Regions from separate parts of the Anas platyrhynchos genome. Here region 2 is linked to region 1. A link is a contact called in public Hi-C data. All regions are on one chromosome and are shown on one strand. The core of a region is the stretch at or near the end of the contact, and the rest is flanking DNA. Distances in the headings are between cores, read along the strand shown.

Region 1 (3,757 bases), core at 330-2,829:
ATCGCTGATTTGAGCAGGACCCTGCATTTAAAAAGAAATGCATTAATGAGTATTCTGCATTAGCAGAGACACATCTCACACTAGGGAAGCATCACACAGGGCTAAGAGGGACAGCTGATACTGCCCTTTTCTTTCACTCCCTAGCCTATTTTCCCCTTTAACTTAATTAGAGAATCGAGGTTACCTTGCAGTTGCACGGAATACTTCTTGCAATGACTTCTATCACGTTTGCTAAAAAAGACTTCTCTACAAACCTAGGTCCAGATTTTGAAGGTCTGCAAGAACGCTCCCTATGATCACAGGGTAATCAGATCCCTAAACACACACACACACAACTGAAAATCACACAGGATTTATGCAACATCAAGCATCTATAATCTCAGTTACAATGTAGGTCTAACTTGAAGCGTAGGTAGGAGACTTGTGAGCCACCTGAAAGGATAATAAACAGAAATTATTTAAGTAAATTTGAAAATAAACAAGTACGGCTGATATTTATTTAAGTCGAGTATATTTTGAACAAAGCAGAATATTCAGAGGTGTTACGAAGTGTTTCCCTATCCTCTAGCTTTACTGGGGCAGCACAGCAACTACCACACAATAAAGTGGATCTGGGGAAGCAAACTTGTTGGGAAACGGTTTGGTAAAATTAGTTATTTGGGGCTAGATAAGGCGCCGGGCCTGATTTGATATATGATCACGGGCTTGTGCAAAAATTAATGAATAGTTGAGAATAGTGAATAGTGAACAGAGAATAGTGTGGAGAGAGGCTCCCAGGCCAAGAAGAGTCAAAGCCATGCCTTTAGTGCCACTTCAATTACTCAGGGCCACCAAACTCCCACCTGCCGAGCTCCCAGCTGGCACAAAGGCTCCGCTGACCCCGGGGTCGCGTTTTGGGCACACCACCAAGCGCTGGAGCCCGGCGGGCGAGCAGGGGAAGGGCGCTGCTGGCCACTTCACCCCCCCGCGGTGCGGCCTTGGTCAACTGTCAGGCCATTTACCAACACCGCGACACTTCCACCTCCCTCGCAAGTAAAAACTGGGCGATTTTTATTTATTAAAGGCGAGAAAACCACGAGAACCAACCGGCCAGAGCGCAGCACCGCCTCCCTCACAAAAGATAGTGGATTTTTACACATGAACAGCAGCAGCAGAGCCCCCACCCCCCTCCCTCCACCCCCAGCTGCCCCCACCCCGGGGTGCCCACAGACAGCTGGGGGGGGACCCCGACTCGAAGCCCTCCCCCCCCAATCCCCGTCCCGCTGCCATGAGGGGCCGCCCGCCCTCCCGCCCGCCTCAACATGGCCACCCCCGCCGCGCCGCGTGAGCCGCCCGGCGCCGCCCGCGCCCCACAGCCCCGGGTGCCAGCGCGGCGAAGCGAGGACAAGCAGGGGATGAGGAGAAAGAGGAGAAAAAGGAGGAGAAAGGCGAGGAGGAGGAGGATGAAGGGGGGGGGGGGGGAGGCGCGCGGCGGCGCAGCGCTCACCGGCTCCACGGTCGCCATCTTAGGTCGGTCCGGCCGCACCAGCGCCGCGGGGCGGGGAAGGGAAGGGAGGGAGGGGGGGGGGAGGAGGGAATCCGGCCATGCGATTGGCTGGCCGGCGTCACGTGGGCCCGGCGGCCGTTCAGGGGATGGGAGGGGAGGATGGCGCCGCCGGGCGCGGCGCGGTGGCTGATGGGAGTTGTAGGCGTGGGGAGAGGCGGCCCCCCGGGGCTGAGGGGGGGGGAGGGATTTGGGAGCCCCCCGTGAGGCGGTCGCTGTCTCAAATCGCTGAGGGAAGGGCAGCTCGGTGCTCTGCATCGCCTGCTGCTCTTGTTCTGTGTGCCCCGGTTGTTTTGTGTGTTGTTTTGTGCTGCTTTTCGCTGCCCCACATGGATGCGCGGCAGCGTGGTGCGGCTCGCTGCATGGTCACTGCTGTTGGAGGAGACCTCCGGGATCTGCTCCAACCGTCTCCTACCACCAATAATATCACCAACACCAATAATATCACCTACCACCAATAACACCATGTCCCCAAGCACCACATCCAACCTCTCCTTGAACACCCCCAGGGACGGTGACCCCACCACCTCCCCAGACAACCCGTCCCAATGCCTGAGTGCTCCTTCTGAGGAGAAATGTCTCCTCATTGCCAACCCAAACCTCCCACAGCACAACTTGAGGCTGTTCCCTCCGGTCTCATCACTATTTATCTCTGAGAGGAGGCCGAGGTGTGCTGGAGGAGGGAAGGGAGGAGTGCTGTCCACCCAAAGAACAAGCCAGCTTTGACAAGGGTGCTGGATGCTTAAAAGTTAGGAATAAGCTGGCAAGCCCTGGACACCCAGTCCGATCCCCTAGATCAGGGACTTGGTCAAAGCTTGCTGCAGCCCGTGTGTCACAGCAGCAGAAGCCAGCAATGTCCAGCCATTTCATCCCAGCACAGAAATGCAACCCAGGGTGTGTGCCGGCGGGGAAGGCACAGGCACACAACGCTACCAGCTGAGCACTTTGCTGGCAGATGAAGCACAGAAAATCACGGCTGGCAGACACGTGTCTCTGTCTGGCACAAAACAGGCTCTCCGCAGTAATTCAGAGTGCCAGGAATCGTGCCTAGCTCCACAGACATGCCTGCATGGGGGCAAGGGCTGCCAGGGCACTGCATCCCTTAAGGACAGCTCCCGTCAGCTCCCGCCCTCCTGGGGACATTGGTCTTTGCATCCCTAAGCCCCTCAGGCAGTTTAAAGCACTGCGAGGCACACTGGGGCATGCTGTCCTCCAGCCAAATGTCTACCGCTTGGTGGGCCACTGAGCATTTTGGGTTTTAGCTGAGGTCATGCTTGCACATAGTGGCCTTAAAGATGTGTCGTCTTCCCTTGGTGTCTGAAACTAGAGGCAGGCCGACATCCAGCATTTGTGTGTCAGTGACAACCATAAAGCCAGTTTACTAAAGGGCTATGTTTTTGGGAGAACAATCGTGTTTGTTCCTATCCTCAGAAAATAATATCTCTAAATACAGAATCCTTAGAGATGGTGTCCTCTTAAAGAGAAGACATAGGTGAAAGTGACTCATTTAAAAACTGAAAGGTCTTGACATTTTGCTGATGTTTTGCTTTTTGTTCCACTATTTCAGCTGTCCCAGTCCCATTCCACTGCCAGTTAGAAGTGTATTTCTAACCACAACTACAGGGGTTGCAGCAGCTATATTTTCCCTACCCCTTGGCCCTTGATTAAATAAATTAGGAGTCCGGAGAAATTTATTCCAACCGCTGTGGAAGAAAAACATTGCTTTGCTGTGTGCAAATAGCAGGGTTCAGGTTCTCACAAAATGAGACCTACCACAGCTCAGATTTTTGATGGTTTCACAGGAGATCAAAAGATGCCAAGGTTCCACCCCTAATTTACCCCTAATTTACAAGGAGGGTCTAAAAATTAAATGGAACGATTTTTAGAAATAAGATCCTCACACAGTACAGTGAGGCCCGTATTTTAGACGGCTGGTCATGATTAAAAATGACACCCAATCACATGAACAGTAGAAACACAGCAGGAGGAGAGGGATAACGCTATGTTTGAGCTCTCACTTGGTTCCGTGGTAAAAGTCTGTAGCAGTGCAGAATTCCTGCGAGCCTCCAGAGAGAGACATTTCATTTTCCTTTTGAAATGCTCCTGTCACGGGAAGTCTGGTATGGGATCTGCACGCATCCATTCTGCTTTACCTGCTAGACTTTGTTAGCAAGTAGGGTGTTTTCAGGCTTTGAGACTGAGTTCATTCATGCA
Region 2 (3,868 bases), core at 278-2,777, 110 kb before region 1:
AATAAATTTATTTGCAGAATAGATAAAAATCAGAGACACGACGATTTCAACCAACACTTAACCGTGTAGCTACACGGGGCCAAATTCAGAGTGAAGTTCATAAGCACATTCCAGAAGTACTGGAGTGAGAACGTATTGGCAAAACCACCTGCACAAACATGTGCATCTCTGGCCTCACTCTTCCTTCCCCCCCAGGTGCAGGTGGGGCATCATTTAGAGATTTCTTGCCAGAACTTTGAGTTTCCCACTTCATTAGGCTACCTGCATTAAGTCTTGGTAAAGAGAAAGAACCTTGTAGGTTCACTCAGGTCAGCCAAACACCTCTGCCACTCCGCAGTGTGATGTGTGGCACCTCTCATGTTGCTAAAACACCACTGCCATCATCCCAGAGCTGAATGCATGTCACCTGCCACAACACCTAAAATAGCTTTTTAGATACATACAGAATATGCTCCAACAACCTGAACACAAGACTGATGGTAGCTACTCCATCTGACACACTGACTCTGAAAAGCTTCATGAGTAAGTCAGCCCAACTCTCCAACTTAATAGTTTTCAACCAAAACCAACAAACAAGCCACTTCTCACAGGTGCTGTGGGTATGTACAGGTTCTGTAAAGATAACAAGGATTATATATGCTAGAATATTTCTGTTGTTTCTTGAAAAGACCAAACAGATGGGAAGTAAAAAAAAAGAGAGAGAGAACGTATTTATTTAAAGCAAGCAAGAAAAAATAAACATAGTCCAACTTACATATTCCTGCGTAAAGTCTATGAGGTTTTGCAAATCAATGTCATCTCGGTATGCTCTGATGTTGTTGTTTATAAAGAAATAAAGCTGGTCCTTGATCCAGTCTTTGAAAACAAACGCTAGAACACCAGCAGTGAGCTCCAAGAAGAAAATAATTCCAAGAAACACAGAAAACTATGAAGAAAAAGAAAGAGGTTTGAATTATTTTGCCTTCTGGCCAAAAATTTATTTTTCAAGGCTCCCAATTATATCTGGTGGTAGGGCTTTGTTTCAGTGCAAGCTCAAGCTATTCCGGCACACAATACACTTTAAATTTAAAATACACCATTTTTAATTAGAGCTGTAGTACAGGACTCTTAATTCTATTCTAGCAAATAATAAAAATGCCAATGAATTCAAACTTTGGCACCCAGAGCAGGACATTTCACTGGAATTTCCAAAGAGGCCCAAGGGAGTTCACTGTAAATTTCAACAGAGATGGCCACCTGCCAGGGCTCTCTGAAAACTCATCTTAAATTTCTGTGTAGGCACTCCCATTTTCAAAGGCAAAGAACAAACAATAAAGCCAATGAAATGCTTTCTGAGTGACTTTTTCCTTAGACTTCCTCACTGGTAAAGCTTTGCCTAAGCGGGTAAAGCAAAAAAAAAAAATAAATAAAAAAAAAAATTGGTAACAGCAGAAATTAATTAATGATTAAGTCAGAGAGGAATGTCTATGGAATGACTCACATCCACATTAAAACCAAATGAGGCTGTGATGATTAATGCAAATGCAATGGATGCCAAAGGCATTACTAATGATCTGCCACTTTCTCTAAGCATCTCCACTGAGCCCACAGTGTTTTAAACAGACAGGGGTCCTCATCTACTGGAAGTCCATCTCTTTTGCAACTGCCTCTTTAAGTTTCTTTTTAATATGCTCTCTGTGTTTGTTCAGATGCATTTTTAATTTCTCCATCAGCTGCCGTATAGGAAGCTATTTCTGGTACAGCAGATGGGTTCATTTTAGGCAAGCTGAGAGAAGCAAGGCAGAAGAAAAAAAAAAATGTTACAATAGCTTTTCTTTCCTTTTTTTTTTTTTTTTTTTTTTTTTTAAAGCAAGAGCAAACTAGAACTATCCCAAGCTGCTTTAAAAATGCCTCAAGAATCGTAACTGTCAACCGCCTCCTCCTGCAATACAATGAGTTTGTGGGAGCCAAATCAGGCACTTGAAGGCAGCTGTTTCACTGGAACCCTTTTTGTGTATATCAGCAGTTAATGGCTATGAAAACACAGACTCAAGGTTCACCATGCAGATTCCTAGCTGAAATTTCTCTTGTAGCAGCAGGAAGGCAAAATGTTAGGCTATGTCCACACGAAAAGCTGTAGTTCAGAGAGCAGTACTCTCATCAGGAGCACATCCCGCCCCCCAAAAGGCATTTTAAGGCCTTTACACAGCTAAGCAGGAATACAGAAGGTGACTTACGCCATGTAACCAGTGAGTGCCACAGTTGCAAAGGCTACTTACAAACTTGAGAAGGAAGGTGTTTTCTCGCAAAGCTCCAATGCATCCTGCAAATCCCAAAATGAACATAACTCCTCCTACCACGAGGAAGAGCCAAACTGGATCAAAGCCTCCCAGGTCGGTGATGGAGGAGATGTTGGACAGCACTCCCTGGGAAAGAAACAATGCCAAGGTATAACAGATGTCTTCAAACTTTCTGTTGTACAAATTCGGCTTGCATTTCTCCTTTTTAAAAAGGGAGAGGCATACAGCAAATAAATGTCCTTCAGTACAACAAGAAAACACAATAAGATCTTTGCATCCAATGAAGAGATGAAAAGGGCGAGTAAGTAGAGTATTTCTGAATCAACACCTGGAATGGAAAACAAAACGTGCTTCTAGAGTCTTCTGCAAAAAGCCCACAGGGCATTTTGCTGCATCTGTAGCCAGAAGAATTAGTCTGCCAGAAAGTAAGAATAGACATTCGAATAAAATTTACCTCAATTTTATTACCCATGGGGAGGTATCATATACGTTGTTTATGTAAGCACACAGTTATAAATGTTCTGATAGAAAAATCAGTCAACAGCAAGCACATCTTGAATTTAGCATTTAGGCTCACTACATGCAAGTGACAGAAATTAGAAGTGAGCTCCTAGGTTAACTGCAGCATTTTGCAGCAACAGATTTTGACAAGCTCGATTAAAACTTCAGTCATCTACACATCAAAAAGTCACGATATAAGTATGGCTACTGACTAATCAGTTAGCTGGAAGAAAAACTGAAATTAGTGTTAAGTCTCTTAGAAGGACAGAAGGCAGTTCAAGGACTTGTCTTAGGAGGCGGTTTGCACTAGCTTAGGTCATACCTATCATATGGTAGATTACATATGCTGTATTTTAGATATGACAGTCAGCACGGTCTGCTTGTAATGCCATTGCCTCCTCAGAAATGGAGCTTGGGTTGCGACGCCAGTAGTCCCAAGGAACTATTTTATTTTTCTGAACACATTTTAACCAGAGTTTGGCTGATGTTGAACAGATGGGTCACGTCAAGGAGCAAACACAAAGTTTTCCTTATTCCAGTGAGCTTGCACAGGAACAGTTACAATTTCCCAAAGCTTTTTGGCAGCAAAAAAGCTGAAGTATCACTATTTCTTCATTCAACTCCCTGGTGCCATAGGTCGATGCAAAGCACGCTGCTGTAGTGGACGTTTCTCCATGTATTCTCTCAGAGAAGCCTGAGCCCACGCTGAGTGCTTTGGACTACTTTTCTCTCTGTTAACTCCTGAATGAGCTGTGGTTTGAAAAGCAACAACACAAACCTTCTCCTCTACAGCTCTGTATCTGCAGATTTATTCTCAAGTACTTCATCCTTTTTCTTGTTCCTGTCCGTACTCCCTTTGCTTCTTTGAAAGGCTCCCACAACAGCTATAGTTCTGAAGGATGTTATCATAGCATCATTTCCAAAAGTCATTAGTAACATTGTTAACAGCTAACAACTGTGGCTTTGGATCTGTGATATTTTTTTTATACTCAATTTGGACCACCCATAGCATGTAAATAGTGATATACCCGCTATCTCTAATACAGCACTCCACAGTCTGCAACCACGTCCGTAATTGCCCACGCAAA

Evidence for each region. A called contact is a pair of places that touch in the nucleus more often than the background predicts.
Region 2: a contact with region 1 is called in a Hi-C map of skeletal muscle, with 1.9 times the contacts expected there. The contact joins the enhancer-like site here to the promoter of EIF4E in region 1. A contact is called at or near these places in 2 of 8 Hi-C or Micro-C datasets (skeletal muscle and subcutaneous adipose tissue).

Annotation. Positions count from the first base shown.
Region 1 is chr4:10,869,160-10,872,916 of IASCAAS_PekinDuck_T2T, reverse strand. EIF4E (eukaryotic translation initiation factor 4E) reads right to left here and starts at 1,579. Exons shown (of 7, transcript XM_038179007.2): 1 at 1,487-1,579. The coding sequence starts at 1,504. LOC101794146 (a long non-coding RNA gene) reads right to left here. Exons shown (of 3, transcript XR_011808862.1): 3 at 3,033-3,757.
Region 2 is chr4:10,976,855-10,980,722 of IASCAAS_PekinDuck_T2T, reverse strand. TSPAN5 (tetraspanin 5) reads right to left here. Exons shown (of 8, transcript XM_027457262.3): 3 at 2,259-2,405; 4 at 755-925. Among named protein-coding and RNA genes, the nearest start is that of TSPAN5, 63 kb to the right of the region's middle. Within about 2 kb of position 1,527, at least 2 of the 8 cell types and tissues checked have an H3K27ac peak or open chromatin away from gene starts, as enhancers often do.